Linked DNA regions of Mus musculus: all the other regions are linked to region 1. The links are chromatin contacts, called in public Hi-C and HiChIP or PLAC-seq maps. All regions are on one chromosome and are shown on one strand. Each heading gives the region's core, a stretch centred on a gene start, on an enhancer-like site or on the middle of the called end of the contact. The rest is flanking DNA. Distances are from core to core; before and after follow the strand shown. Region 1 holds the start of Raph1 (Ras association (RalGDS/AF-6) and pleckstrin homology domains 1). Region 2 has its middle 22 kb from the start of Nbeal1. Region 3 holds the start of Icos (inducible T cell co-stimulator).

Region 1 (4,757 bases), core at 710-3,209:
GAGCCCAATAGACTCTAATTAAGTGAATAGATTATTTCATGGTTTAATGAGAACCTGCTTATTTTTCTCAATGGTAGAAAGTGACTGTTTTCTAAGATTCATCTTAACCAACCTAAGCACTTGTTGGGAAGAGCTGGCTGAGAGCTATCTAAAGAGCACTCAGGAGCCTATTTTGTAAGGAAGTTTCTGTAAAAGTGAGACTCTTCCTTGTAATGTGTTCAGTCTAGTAATAACATTTGACAACAATAGGTTATTTACTAGGTTTGGGCACCTAGGTATGCTTAATCTCAATAAACTTAGTCACAAGGGAATGAAGAGGCTCCAGATAACATTTGTATGCATTGCTGATTAAAAAATTCAAAGCATTTGTTATTTATACAAAGGTCTACAGTAGATACTGCATGGGGTATGAACTGAATATGATATGATATTCATTAAGAGAATATAGTGTGCTGAAATAATTACAGGTAACAAATGATGACTGAGTTCAACAGGGAAGAGAGGTCACAGGTACTGGACACTTCCACCATTTTTAGTTTATGAGATGATGTTATTTTACACGAGATTATTGAAGACCTACTAAATTTAAAATACAAAAAATGCACTTATTTCCTAAGTACAAGTATCTCAAGTGTGAAACAGACAATAATTGTATTGGACAGTTCTAAATACCAGTTTGAAACAGATTGTGCAGCAGTTTGGAAAAGACTACTAAAAGACTGAAACTACTTGGAACTCTTCAAGAATATCAGGAAGTAGAATGCAATTAGTCAAACTGGGATTTGATCCTACACTAGAGGAGTGAATACTCATTCTTAGAAAGATCGCCAGAATTTCGGAAATAGGTTATTTATGGGTTTTTTTTTTTTCCTTTTATTTTTTTGGTGAAAATTCAAGATACAGAAACAGTTAAAGAACAGACAAGAAGACATAGAAAAAAAAGAATGCTGGACGTTCAATGCAGCCAATTCCAGACCATAGCTCAATTTCTTCAATGCTAACAAAGTACATAGCCAAGCAAAGGTAATTTAATACTACTTTTCCTTTCCTTTGATCAACTTTACATGAAGGTCATAATAAGGACGTAAATCGAAAGAAATCTAAGTCTGCCTAAGTCAAAACTGCATTAAGATAAGCAGCATTTGAGTAATTTGGAGCTTGGAATCAAACCCAGTATTTTAAGTGTAGTACTCAGGGAATACAGCTCAGGGCTCAGGAAAGTTCGCCAACACCCTTGCTGAGAACAAATTCAATAAGGGAGAACAGAAACCAGGGACACAGATGAACAGGCTCTGACGTGAAAAAGGTAAAGATGAATGGAATAATGTCTGATCCCTGAAAGCTTTCCTTACACTGCACGAAACTGCAGAGTTTAAGCTAAAATGGGATTTCCTAGGGCAGTGCTCCCAGATTTCAACAATAGTAGGCGAGTGCCTGAGGAAGCCCAGGGTTGGTTCTGGAGACGACACATGCGGCAGGCAAAGGCTCCCAGCCCGGACAGGTCTGCTCGTCCGCCCTCAGTCTCCCAAGACCCTGGGACCCGAGTGATTGGGCAGGCTTCACGGGAAGGGCCACGGCGGGCGGGACCGCGGCGGGATTTTCCTCTCCGCTCATTCATTCTCTGATTCATTGGTTCCTGGAGGCGACTCACACGGACGCGCGCTGGAAAGGCAGGGCGCGGAGGACGGCCGCGGCTGGGTGCGGCCCGGCGCCTGAGGGGCGGCCGGTTGGGTGGGGGTGGGGGGTGCGGCTGTCCAGGCCGGGAGGGGCGCGCGCGTGCGCGCGTGCCGGGGAGCAGGAGAGGCGCGCGGCCGCCTGCGCCGGAAGTGAGCGGTGGCCGCGGCGGGGAGCGCGCGGTCAGGCGCAAGTCGGTCCGCCCTTGGGCCGCGCGGCCCTCAGCCCCGCCCAGTGTGCCGGGGCAGGACGCGCGGGCTCTGTGATCCGCGCCGCGGGGCTCTGCGGCCGCCCCGCCCAGTCCCCGCCGACGCCCGCTCTGTGGGTCGGTCAGTCAGTCGCCGAGCGCGCGCCGCGGGAGCTGCGGGCGCTCTCAGCGTTCGGGAGAGGAGCGTCGCCCCTGGAGAGGCGGCGGCGGCGGCGACTGGAGGCGCGAGCAGCTGCTGCCTAGCGCAGGGCTCCGGGAGGGCCGAGGGGCTGCCACGGTGAGTGCTCCGCCACCTGGCCCTCGAGGTCCGGGAAAGGAGAGGTCTGGGTGCCCGGGAGGCGCTGCCGTCTCCATTTGCCCGGCGCCCGGCGTGGCCCTCCGAGCGAGTGCGGACGGCTGCAGCCCGGGGCGCGGTCCTTGCCGGTCAGGCTCTCAGCGTTGGGCTGAGCCCCGCCAGGCGGCCTGCGGTGGGTAGGGGGTCGGCGGGGCCTGGGTTGCACCCCGCGCCCCTCGGGGCTGCACCGTGCAGACAATGAGACCTGGGGCCGCCTGGGGAGGTGCGGCAGGGCTGATACTCCGCACTAGGGCGCCGGTGGCCGGGGACCGCGGGTGGAAAGGGACTGGCTCCCGGTAGCCGCAGAAACCGATGGCTGGGTGCGGGATTGTTCTAGCTTCCATGCCCTGCCTGCTTTCATAGATGAGTTCACTGCAGAGATTTAGAAAGGCGGGGCGCCTTCTGTGTCTTCTAATTAAGCCGGCAAAGTAATTGCTCTAGTGCTTTTTAGCTCCATCTCATCTTTCCGCGTACATTCCCGCCGGAAATCCAAACTGCAATTCAGTGGAGGACGGCAGAAAGAGGGAAGGCTGCCTAATAGTGTTGGTTAGGTTGCCTTCGTTTTAAGACACCTGAAAGATACCCTTTTCCTATTCAGGGGTTGTCTTAGGCTGGCCCCCCTGTGTGAACTGGAAACTACTTGATCCTTATGTATCAGAGTGAAATAGGAGCTTTGGGAAATGGTATGAGTTGCATGTTTCCTGTGTGTTGCATTTCATACATTTTATGGGAAGAACAGTTTGGGTGGACGCTGCCTGCAGCATTTCTCATGGAGAAGTGGAGAGCCGCCCAAGTAGGTAAAGTCCTCCCTAAAGGAACTGTAAAGGTAGCGGGCTAGGGCTGAGGCATCATTCGATTATTAAACGGTGGTATTGTGTTCGTAAGAATATTGAAGTGAGCACACAGTCACAGAAACCTCCTCAGGTATAGTGGGAGACACTTCTACAACACTTGAGTGGTGGAAACAGTGCGTTAGAACAGAGTAAAGTCACATTCCATGCGCTAGAATAGGCTAGCAACGTGATAGTGGACAAGCAAGCCGATAACTATGCAGTAGTTCCCTGCCGGTAAGCAGCAGTACTCCACCTGTTTTCCTTTCTAGCCTGTTGTCAAGAAGATTGAATAAGAAAATGTATGCAAAATTGGTAGCCCCTTGCTTGTCTCTGAGATGCTCAGTACGTGTTAAATTCCTTTTCCTCCTGCTGAGGGCGGAGTGTCTCCTGAGAGGGAGGGTCAGAAGTGAATGTTGGCAACAGTGAGTTGTTGAGGCATGTGTAGCATAAGACAGCAAAGAAAAGGTTGATTCTACATTGAGAGGTCAGTGGGGGGGGGGGGGGGGGATCTGTAAGCTGCCAGTATAAAGTGGAGCCTTTTAAAAGGTTGAATAATACTTCATTTTTAAAACAACGTTTTATTGTTATGTATTAATTATACATAATACTGGGTCTCATCATGATCTTTTCATACATGTGCATCATATATTTGAATTTCAACAGGACGGGCAAGATTTTAACAGTATAGACTGGGAGAAGAAGACATTTCACATGTTAGGTGGTAATTATCCCTTCGCATGAGCCGGACATGGTGGGTGGATCTTTCCTGTAGTCTGCACTGGGGAGGCTGAGGCAGGAAGATTGACGTGAAGTCCAGGTCAGCCTGGATTACACAATGAGAGCCCATCTGAAAAACCATCAAACCACGTAAAAAATAAAATACAAATCAAACCACATAAAAAATAAAAGTAAAATCCAAATTCTCTAAGTAAAATCCTAGAGAGAATTCTCTAAGTAGAATCCTAGAGAGGTGGCAAAATAAGGACACTTTTTAAAACCCTTTGTTGAGTTTGTTCCAGACACCAGTTACAGATAGCTCAGTTGAAGTAAGTACAAAATGTCTACAAAGGTTTGTAAGTGATTGGTTTTTCACCAGACATTTTGTGGTATGGGATTGCTGCTCACTTGTGTTTGATTTTAGTAAAGAGCAATGTGTAGCTGTTTCTTTGTGATGAATATTAGCTCTATTTAGTATTCCACACAGACTCTTGACTCAGGTCTCTCTCACTGAGATTATTAATTTAGTGTCTGGCTGACAGTAGTGGAGAGGTAAGCATCTTTGGATAATGACTTCACAATTTTTAACACTTTGTTTTCTGGCTAGATCTTTTTAACTGTTATCTTTGAGGATAATTGTGTTATTTTTTTGTTTTTTGTTGAGTTTTGGCTCTCTCCAAATAAATAAGTAAATAAATGTTAGTGGACTAGAAACAAGGATAATAGATTCTGCGATACACATTTGCTTATTGACTTTGGCTTGGAAATCATTGAATGTCAATATTGATATTAATCCCAAACTCTTATTTCTTTAGGAAAAGTGATATTAATGGAGTAAGATATGTAACCTCAGGCTAATTATTTTGAATTCTTAGTTTCATTACCTATTAAATAGGAAGTTTGGAGTTACTGGTTTTCATTTGTTATTTCTTACTGACCTTAAGGATTTTAAGGATCTTAGTGTATTAACAAGAGCCTGTATTTGAGAGGG
Region 2 (4,351 bases), core at 521-3,020, 410 kb after region 1:
GCCTTGAACTCACAGAGATCTGCCAGTCACTGCCTCCCAAGCGCTGGGATTAAAGGCATGTGCCACTACTGCCTGACTCTATGAAGTTTCTTATGCTACACATTTTGTGGAATAATATTTGCCATTTTGTACCTAGCTCATTCAGCGTAATTTTCAAGGTTCATTCATGTTATTGTATGTCTTAGTAATTCCCTCTCCTTAAAAAAAAAGATTTATTTTTTATGTATGAGTACACTGTAGCTGTGAGCCTTCATATGGTTGTTGGGAATTGAATTTAGGACCTCCGTTCACTCCAGTCAACCCCACTCCCTCTGGTCAACCCTGCTCACTCTGGCCCAAAGATTTATTTATTGTTATAATTAAGTACATTGTAGCTATCTTCAGATGCACCAGAAGAGGGCATCAGATCCCATTACAGGTGGTTGTGAGCCAACATGTGGTTGCTGGGATTTGAACTCAGGACTTTACCCGGTGAGCCATCTTGCCAGCCCCATAATTCCTTCTTCTGTCTGTGTAAAATATTCCATGTTAAGTACATGCCATATCGTGTTTATCCATTCATCAGTTGATGAATACTTGGGCTATGTCCCCTCCTTAGCTATTGTGAATAATGCTGTGATTAGAGATGCCATGCAGGCATCCATGTGAGTCCATTTGCCTTACAACAAAGAATGGAATTGCTGGATTATATGCCAATGTTTTACTTCTCTGGCACAGGCAAATGGGAGTTATTTTCCAAACTAACCACAGAAGGAAAAGTTACTAGTCATTTGAGTTACATTAAGATTAAGAGGGTTTTTTTGCATTTAATTCCAGCACTAAGGCAGGAGAGTCAGGCAGATCTCTGTGAGTTCAAAGGTAGTCTGGTCATACTGAGCTCCAGGCCAGTGAAGTCTATATAGATAGTATGACCTTGTCCCAAAATAATGAAACAAGGCTTGGTGGCAGTGGTGCAGGCCTTGAATCCCAGCACTTAGGGAGGCAAAGGATAACAGATGTCTGAATTTGAGAGGACAGGCTGGTCTACAGAGTGAGTTCCAGGACAGCCAGGACTACACAGTGAAACCCTCTGTTGAAAAACCAAAACCAAAGAAACAAAAACAAAGATTAAGAGGGGCAAAGGATATACCCCAGTGGTAAAAGTGTGTGTTGAGCACAAACAAGGCCCTGGGTTCAGTCTCTAGCAAATAATAATAAAAACTGTTCATGGATAGTTGTGTAAAACTATGGGCTTTTCTATGCCTACTGAATAATGACAAGGAGATCTTTACATTTATTAAAAGCTTTAGGTAGATACTCATATATTCTAACCAGACTATGCTGACCTGGCCTACCTTCCCAGCCACATGGCCCATTACCTGTCATCTTAGTCTTGCCCTGGGTCATCCTTCTTCATCTATGTCCCTACCCTATGTCGACTTCCCTGTTCCCCTTCCCGAGACCCTCTCTCACTTTCCCTGGGCCAGAAGTCTTTTCCTCTCCTGCCCAGCTATCGGCTGTTCAGCTATTTCTTTAACCAATCAGAAGGTTATGGAGAACCATGGTTTACAAAACACCGAGTGAGGATATGCTTCATAATAATGACTGCAACCAGATCTTTGGGTGCAGAAATCAGCATCTGGATACACAATACACAAAAACATCCCCCAAAAGTTGCCCTCCAAATTCTAGGTAAATAAAGTTAGCCAGCAGCAGCCTGTGATTCTGTACAATGAAGCTAATTCAAACCACAGCAGTAGGAAACCGTCCATCCTTCCTGTGGTCTGACAGTGTTTCACTGAAACCCTCAAGATTCCAGGAAGACATATATTGCCCACTTTCTCTTGATACTGTTGATTCTATATAGGCACATAAAATCATTCATGACATGAAAGTAGAGGGAATGGGTGAGAAAAGAAAGATACTGGTGGGGGGATGGGGAGAAAAGGGTATTGGGTTGCACTATAATAATTCTTTTCCTGCTAAGTTGAAGATGGCGTGATCCCCAACATGCAATTCTATTTCAGGCCTGGTTTGCTTCTGCCCTCTGCTGGGTGCTGGGATGGTTACTCTTGGTTGTCAACTTTATTACATCTGGAACCAATTAAAAAAACCAAAACCAAAACCAAAACAAACCCCAAGCAGCTGAGCAGACCTCAGAGGGATTTTTTTGACTGTATCATTTAAGGATGAAAGATCTGCCCTAACTCTGGATCATTTGGGGTGGGAAGACTCGCCCTAAATCTGGACCACACCTTCTAGTGGCTGCCCACGTGAAATGACATGAAAGAAAGCTTCTGCATTTTGCCTACTTGCCTTCTCTTTAAGGAAAGTTCATCTATTTTGTAGCTTATGAATTCCTCTACTGATAGTAGATGTTAGAATGCACTTCTTCAGGATTCCAGTGCACACTGAAGACTAACAGCTTTCTAGGACTTCTCTGCGTCTCTAGCATGAGATTGGGACTGCTGACCCATCACTACTACTGGAATCTTGCCTTGAGATAGCCATCGTGGGGTTATTTGAACCATTCTAATAAATGTGTGTGTGTGGATGTGTGTGTACATGCACATTCAATTGTTTGTTCCTTTAGAGAAGCTTTACTGATACACTGCTGAGTAACCTTAGAGCTTGGTAAGTGAAAAGGGAGGGCAACCTCAGAAGCTTCAGCAAGTGAAGCTGCCACTCTCTGAAAGGAACAAACTGACTTGATAAGTTGGACTTGTTTGGATTGTTTTGTATGTTAGCACCACCACCCCAATCAAGTGGCAAGAGTCTTGTCTTGTCTTGTCTTGTCTTGTCTTGTCTTGTCTTTTCTTTTCTTTTCTTTTCTTTTCTTTTCTTTTCTTTCCTTTCCTTTCCTTTCCTTTCCTTTCCTTTCCTTTCCTTTCCTTTCCTTTCCTTTCCTTTCCTTTCCTTTCCCTTTCTTTCTTTCTTTCTTTCTTTCTTTCTTTCTTTCTTTCTTTCTTTCTTTCTTTCTTTTTTAATGTCTTCTTGGAAAACTCATACATGGAAACCATTATGTACTTACTACTTTTATAAAACAAAGTCTGCTAGTACTGTTTAGAAAACAAGATCGGATTTGTCACATGCAAGGTAATGAGCGTGTAAACTGGTATGATATGTTTGCAGAGTGGAATGGGAAACCTAAGTGTCAGGTCCAGGAGGGCAGTGCTGGTGACAAGCCAAAGGTTTAAAGCAGATCTCTTAAAGTGCTTTCTGTTCAATAGAAAGTTTCCCTAATCCTCCAGGAACCTTCCTTAACCAGCTCATAAGGGTCAACTACCTTAGGCAAGAGCACTAGTTCCCAAGTCAATCTGGACAGCCCAAATCCAGTCAGAGCCCCACCCTGCTAACTGTCATAAAATCTACTTGCTTTGCCACTATTCTGCTCTTTCTGCCCAGCCCCCAACTCTCCACCCACCGGAAATGGCCTTGGCAGTTTGGTCCCAACAAATTATTCTATCTGCTATGGAACAGTCTGGTTCAGTAGTTTCATTTGGGGCTAAGGTTATGTTTTAAATTGTAATTACTGTGTTTAAGAGATCCATAAAATGCTGGGCAGTGGTGGCAAATGCTTTTAATCCCAGGACTTGGGAGGCAGAGGCAGGCAGATTTCTGAGTTTGAGGCCAGCCTGGTCTACAGAGTGAGTTCCAGGACAGCCAAGGCTACACAGAGAAACCCTGCCTCGAAAACCAAAACCAAAAACCAAAAACCAAAAACCAAAGATGCCTCTAACTTGTAAGCCCCACTTGCCCAAGCACAGATAAACCCGTAAACCTCACCTTCTCAAGAGCAGTTAACGTCCTACAATGCTGGGGGCTGTTGTTCATGTAAGATAGCAAGCCAGATGCTCTCACGTCTGTAACCAGGGTTGGTTGCCCCAAGGGCACAGGATGTGCTTGATCTTTAATATTCGGGAGGCACAGAGGCAAGAAGTCAGTCAGGGTGGATGCTTGCCCCTGAGTGGATGAACGTGGGAAGGAGGTGGCTTATGGCTTTTACCTTTATAAGCATGGGACTACATAATTCGTGGCTACTTTCTGGGGATCCCAGGTAAGGACCTGGCCAGTGTCCAGTGCCCTAGCCAGTATTTAATAAAGCTCGCTTCAAATTTGGCTCAAAAATTGTGATAGAGGTCTTATTCTCTCCTGGTGGGTTAACATTTTCTCTGCACCTCTGCTTATACATAGGATTTATAGAATCCCAACAACTACTTTGTATATACCTTGGAGAAACTTCAAATGGAACAGATAAACTCTACCCTAACCATTCAGCCCATGTGTTTCACCAATAAAACCAACTACAGAATTACCACACTTATATATTTGTTATAATTAAGTAATAAATCTTAATAGATACAATAAAAGT
Region 3 (4,645 bases), core at 668-3,167, 410 kb before region 1:
TCTTTTGAGTACAGCACCACCACCACAACTACCCGAATGGGTTTGGGATACAGAAAACTTTTGATGCATCCCAAACCAACCATGCAATAACTTGTACAAATGTTCTTGGAAGAAATTCCAAACTCTTTAGCATGGCCCTGTGGGCTGAGAAGTCTGACCACTGACTTCTTTCTTAGCCTCATCTGGCATCATGCCCAGCTTCCCTTCCTCCCTGTGCTCAGCCACATCAGCCCTCTGACCTTCCTTGAAAACTACAGATCCTTTGGATTGACTTTCCATTGAATTGTCTTTCCTCTCTTGACACTGCTCTTCCCACTGATTCCTATCTGTCCTTCCAATTTCAACTCAAGCGTCATTTCCACAGAACAGTCTGTATGGCTCTAGCTACACACACACACACCTCCCTGTCTGACCTGGATCCTTGGTGCCCTCTCTTGCCATCAATTCATACGATTGTTTGATTCATGTCTCTTTCACTAGTACTCAGCTAGTCTCAGCAGAGTGGGCCTGCCTGGTCTTGCTCACCACTGTTTATACAATAGCCAGCCCAGCATCTCCTGCATGGCAAGTGTCCAGTGATGCGTGAATGAACGGATGAGTGGATGAGTAAATGAGTGGATCTCCCTGCCATGGTTTTTCTTGTTTCACGTATGCTGCTAAGCTTTTCAGGGGGGTTGTAAAACTAGCGTGCAGAGTAGAAAACACATCTGGCCCAGAGCTGTTCTTAGTACTTCTTCCAGGTAAATACAACAAGGTCTTCGCTCTTCATCCTTCTTAAGAACATTTGAGTGCCTTTGAAACAGCACAATACTAAATGTTTAATAAATCCAATTTTAGGTTTGACTTCTTTTTGGAGAGAAAAGTAATGTCTCCTTCTTTCTACCACTGAAAAAAATGCATTTCCAGATGGACTTATACCACTGAGCATTCTGCTTTTGCTTCTCCTATTAAAGGCATTTCCCACCACTTAATGTTTCACTTCACTTATCCCAATTTCAAGAACAGTATGTAAGTGCATATAATAAGAAGCAGCAAAAGACTGTATGTAATTACTTACACTGCACATGACCCTCTTTAAACTTCTCATGTAGAGTCTGATAAATGTCACCCACGAAAAAGAGTCAAAGATTCCAGAATGTTTAAGGTCTAGAGGGACTAGTGAATGCTGTCAGTCATTTTCTCCCCCTTTTTACATTTGGGGTGATCTTCATATCTAGTGTCTAAAAGCCTTATAAGATAAGCCAGGATTGGTATGGCTCTGTCTTGAAAAACAAAACAATCAAAAATAAAAAGCAACAAAACAAAACAAAAACCACCAACCCTATGGCAGACTGTACATTTAAGACTTAGGACCAACCAGGTAAGAGTAAAGTCAAAATTTTCCTTTTGGAAGTCATCCACTTTTTTCTCTACTATAGAAGGATTTCCAGGGCTATTCAATTTCTATTCTTTTGACACAAATAATCTTGCCTTTCATCTTTCTCTAAAAAGAGTGAGCTACTCTCCTACTTTATACACTGTCAGGTAACTTTGAACAAGTAATTTAAAATTTTAATGGTCTGTTGAAATGTACTTTTTCATGTTAAAACACAGTATCAAAAGAAGCACTGACATCCACGCTGACCGGGCATGACGCCCTGAGCCGTGAGCTTCAGTGCCTCTGAAACTGTCTGTGCTTGTTAAAAACAAAATAAAATAAAATAAAATAAAATAAAATAAAATCATTTTCCATTTTTACTTAATTTTTCTACTTCAGATTTTTCTTAATGTTCTCTTGAAGTAGAACTCAATAAGAGCTATGGATGGCCACTCACCTGTTAAAAGTCTGATTAGGAAGCAGAAGACAAAGACACGGCAGAAGTACGGCTTCATGTCTGCCAGGAGCAGTTGCAGTCTTCTCCTCCAGTGCTCAAAAGTGTCAGTGAAGTCGTGATCTCAGTTGTTTTCAGTTTTCTGGAGAGGAAGTGGGTTTGTGGAGGTTGATGTGGTGTCACATTTATCATCCACTTCTACTTGGAGAGCTATCACAGCGCCTCCTGCATGGCAAGTACCCGGTGATGTATGAATGGATAGATGCGTAAATGAATGACTAGATGGATGAATGTGTGAATGAATACATGGATGTGTGAATAAATGGATGGATGGATGGATGGATGGATGAATGGATGAATGGATAGATGGATGCATGCATGTATGAATGAGTGAATGGATGGATGTGAGAATGGAAGGATGAATGGATGCATGTATGTATGTATGTATGTATGTATGGATGGATGGATGGATGGATGGATGGATTTCATTTTCAAAGCTATTTATGTGTCATTTGTGCTTCTAGGGACTTCATGGACCATTCATATCACTGCTGGGTGGAAAGCATTACCGTTTGTAGGGTGGATGCTTAATTCACAGATTTTTGTTGATCATGAAGGCAGGAAGAAAATGTGACCCTCTTTCTGGTTAGAAACACAAAGCCCATCATTTTCAGAAGCAATTCATTCAGATCTCTATATCAATAGCTACTGGGGACTGCAGGATCCAACACAAATTATGAATAAGGCATATTTTGACACATTTGTCAGGGCTATTTACTCCAGAGATGTAAGGCCTTTGAAATAGGACAGAAAATAAATGAAAGTTTTTAAGAAAATGACATTTTAAAACATCTGAAAGAGGAATATTCCTGGAATATGAGAAATAATATTTATATGGTGTTCATTGTAGATTATGATTTTATAAATGATAGGGTCAGGTTTAAAGTGACTTAACCCCTTTTCTCTAAGTTACAGTCATCTGTAGAAACTCGAGAGTCTGTCTGCATGTATGGTGCAAATGAAGCAAGAAAGCTAAGATGCCTGATAAAAATCTCTGTCTCTGCAGAAAGAGAAAAAAGACAGTAGCAATGGCAATAATGCAAATAATTTATTTACAGCCACCTAAATTTTATATGAAATATATCTTAATTAATTATATATAATATTATATATAATATAATATAATATAATATAATATAATATATATGTGGTATATATATTATATATATATATATATATATATATATATATATATATATATATATGATATATATAATTTAAAGGTAAAGAGGATGAGAAATGGCTCAGTGGGTAAAAGCACTTGCTGTCAAACATAAGGACCTGAGTTCAAATCCTTAACAACCTTGCAAAACCTGGGTGTGGTTGTGCATGCCTGTAACCACAGAACACCACAGGAGGGCAGACAGGAGGATCCTCAGAGCTCACTTGTCAGTCAGCCTAAGCAAAATGGTGAGTGTCAGGTTCCATGAGAGACCCTGTCTCAAGGAACAGCAGGAAGAATGATAGAGGAAGGTGCCCAGTGTCCTCTTCTGGCCTCTCAATGACTGCTCATAGACTACACACAACACATGGATACTACACACCATACCACACACACACACACACACACACACACACTTCAATGTAGAATAACAAATGGCTTACTTTGTATAGAGAATACCAAATACTATGAATATAGTTAATAGTATGCTTAAATTGTTTTAATGGACTTTTTGTGTGCATACATATTCATATTATTCTATGCATATTGTTATTTACTTTATGAATCGTGGGCCACTATTTTCCTCATCTCAGAAATAGGGAAAAATGAGGCAAAGAAAAGTAAAAGGCCTGGCCTCGCCCAAGCCCTATAGGAAGTGGCTGTGCTGGCATTTGAAGAGTCTAGTTCTCAAGTGCCCACTCTTAACTAACCAGAAAGAGTCATTCATGCCAAGGCCTGCCACTAAGATGTAGCTGAGGTCTCCTGTGACTGCCTCAGTTCTAGCCTGTCCTCAATGAGGCATGTGTAAGTGACTTACACTTTTTAGTGTGGGTCCCTTCCCCTTACTATGTACAGAGAGCTAGCTCCTACGTCACGAGTATAGTGCTCTCGTGAACACCAAGGGGCCCCAATTCTAGAGCTCAGAAACATTTCATGAGGAAGGTTGGAGGTCACATGCAGATGATGAGAACCTGAAATATTTCTAATACATTCACTCATTCTTCAAGTCTCCCAACAATTCTACCAAGAAGATCTCCTCATCCTCTCTGGGTCATTTATGAGAAACTGAGAGTTGGAGAGGTTGTGTGATTAACCCAGGGTCACATGGGGTACAATGGGTACTGGTCAAACTCAGCACAGTGGAACTTCAGGTTCTACACTTTACACTGCCATCACACACACTGATGCTGGCCCCTGTTCATCTGGCCAGAAATTCCTGGTCATGTTTTTACTGAGAAAAGTCCTAAACTCTCCCTCTTCTTAGTTTGTTCTTAGTTGAGCTTTTGGAAATCTTTACATGTAGAAGTGACATGGATGGGTGACATGTTATTCACCTGCCACTAACTTACCTGAAGACGACCCTTCTGACTGAGGCCACCCAACAGGGTAAAAGCTGTTCTTTCTGTATTCAGAGAGGCGCAGTAACTTTTATACAGTTAGTAGTTCAGTGGAGAATTAACTATTTCTGGGAAATGGGACCGAAAGGGCATGAGTCATAAGTCTTTCTAATCAGTAACTTCAGATTTACAGAATCTAGATTTCAGTGACTACAGATAACAGCAACCCACGCCCCGCAGAAGTGTGGCATCCATAGTTTCTAACTACCCTAGTG

What was found. A called contact is a pair of places that touch in the nucleus more often than the background predicts. HiChIP or PLAC-seq counts read pairs in DNA pulled down with a chosen protein or histone mark.
Region 2: a contact with region 1 is called in a Hi-C map of muscle stem cells, with 2.0 times the contacts expected there. The contact joins the enhancer-like site here to the promoter of Raph1 in region 1. A contact is called at or near these places in 5 of 39 promoter capture datasets (the 3T3-L1 cell line, HPC-7-derived erythroid cells, cranial neural crest and 2 more), 1 of 484 Hi-C or Micro-C datasets (muscle stem cells) and 1 of 9 other capture datasets (liver).
Region 3: a contact with region 1 is called in an H3K4me3 HiChIP or PLAC-seq map of craniofacial prominence, with 5 times the contacts expected there. The contact joins the promoter of Icos here to the promoter of Raph1 in region 1. A contact is called at or near these places in 1 of 39 promoter capture datasets (neural stem cells), 3 of 115 datasets of contacts at active chromatin or transcription factors (bone marrow-derived macrophages, craniofacial prominence and embryonic stem cells) and 1 of 9 other capture datasets (macrophages).

Annotation. Positions count from the first base shown.
Region 1 is chr1:60,563,967-60,568,723 of GRCm38.p6, reverse strand. Raph1 (Ras association (RalGDS/AF-6) and pleckstrin homology domains 1) reads left to right here and starts at 1,959. Exons shown (of 14, transcript NM_001045513.3): 1 at 1,959-2,159.
Region 2 is chr1:60,156,335-60,160,685 of GRCm38.p6, reverse strand. No RefSeq gene overlaps it. Among named protein-coding and RNA genes, the nearest start is that of Nbeal1, 22 kb to the left of the region's middle. Within about 2 kb of position 1,770, at least 52 of the 459 cell types and tissues checked have an H3K27ac peak or open chromatin away from gene starts, as enhancers often do. A contact at or near this core is called in muscle stem cells, where this site is marked.
Region 3 is chr1:60,975,186-60,979,830 of GRCm38.p6, reverse strand. It overlaps Icos (inducible T cell co-stimulator), which reads right to left and starts at 1,917. Exons shown (of 5, transcript NM_017480.2): 1 at 1,815-1,917. The coding sequence starts at 1,872.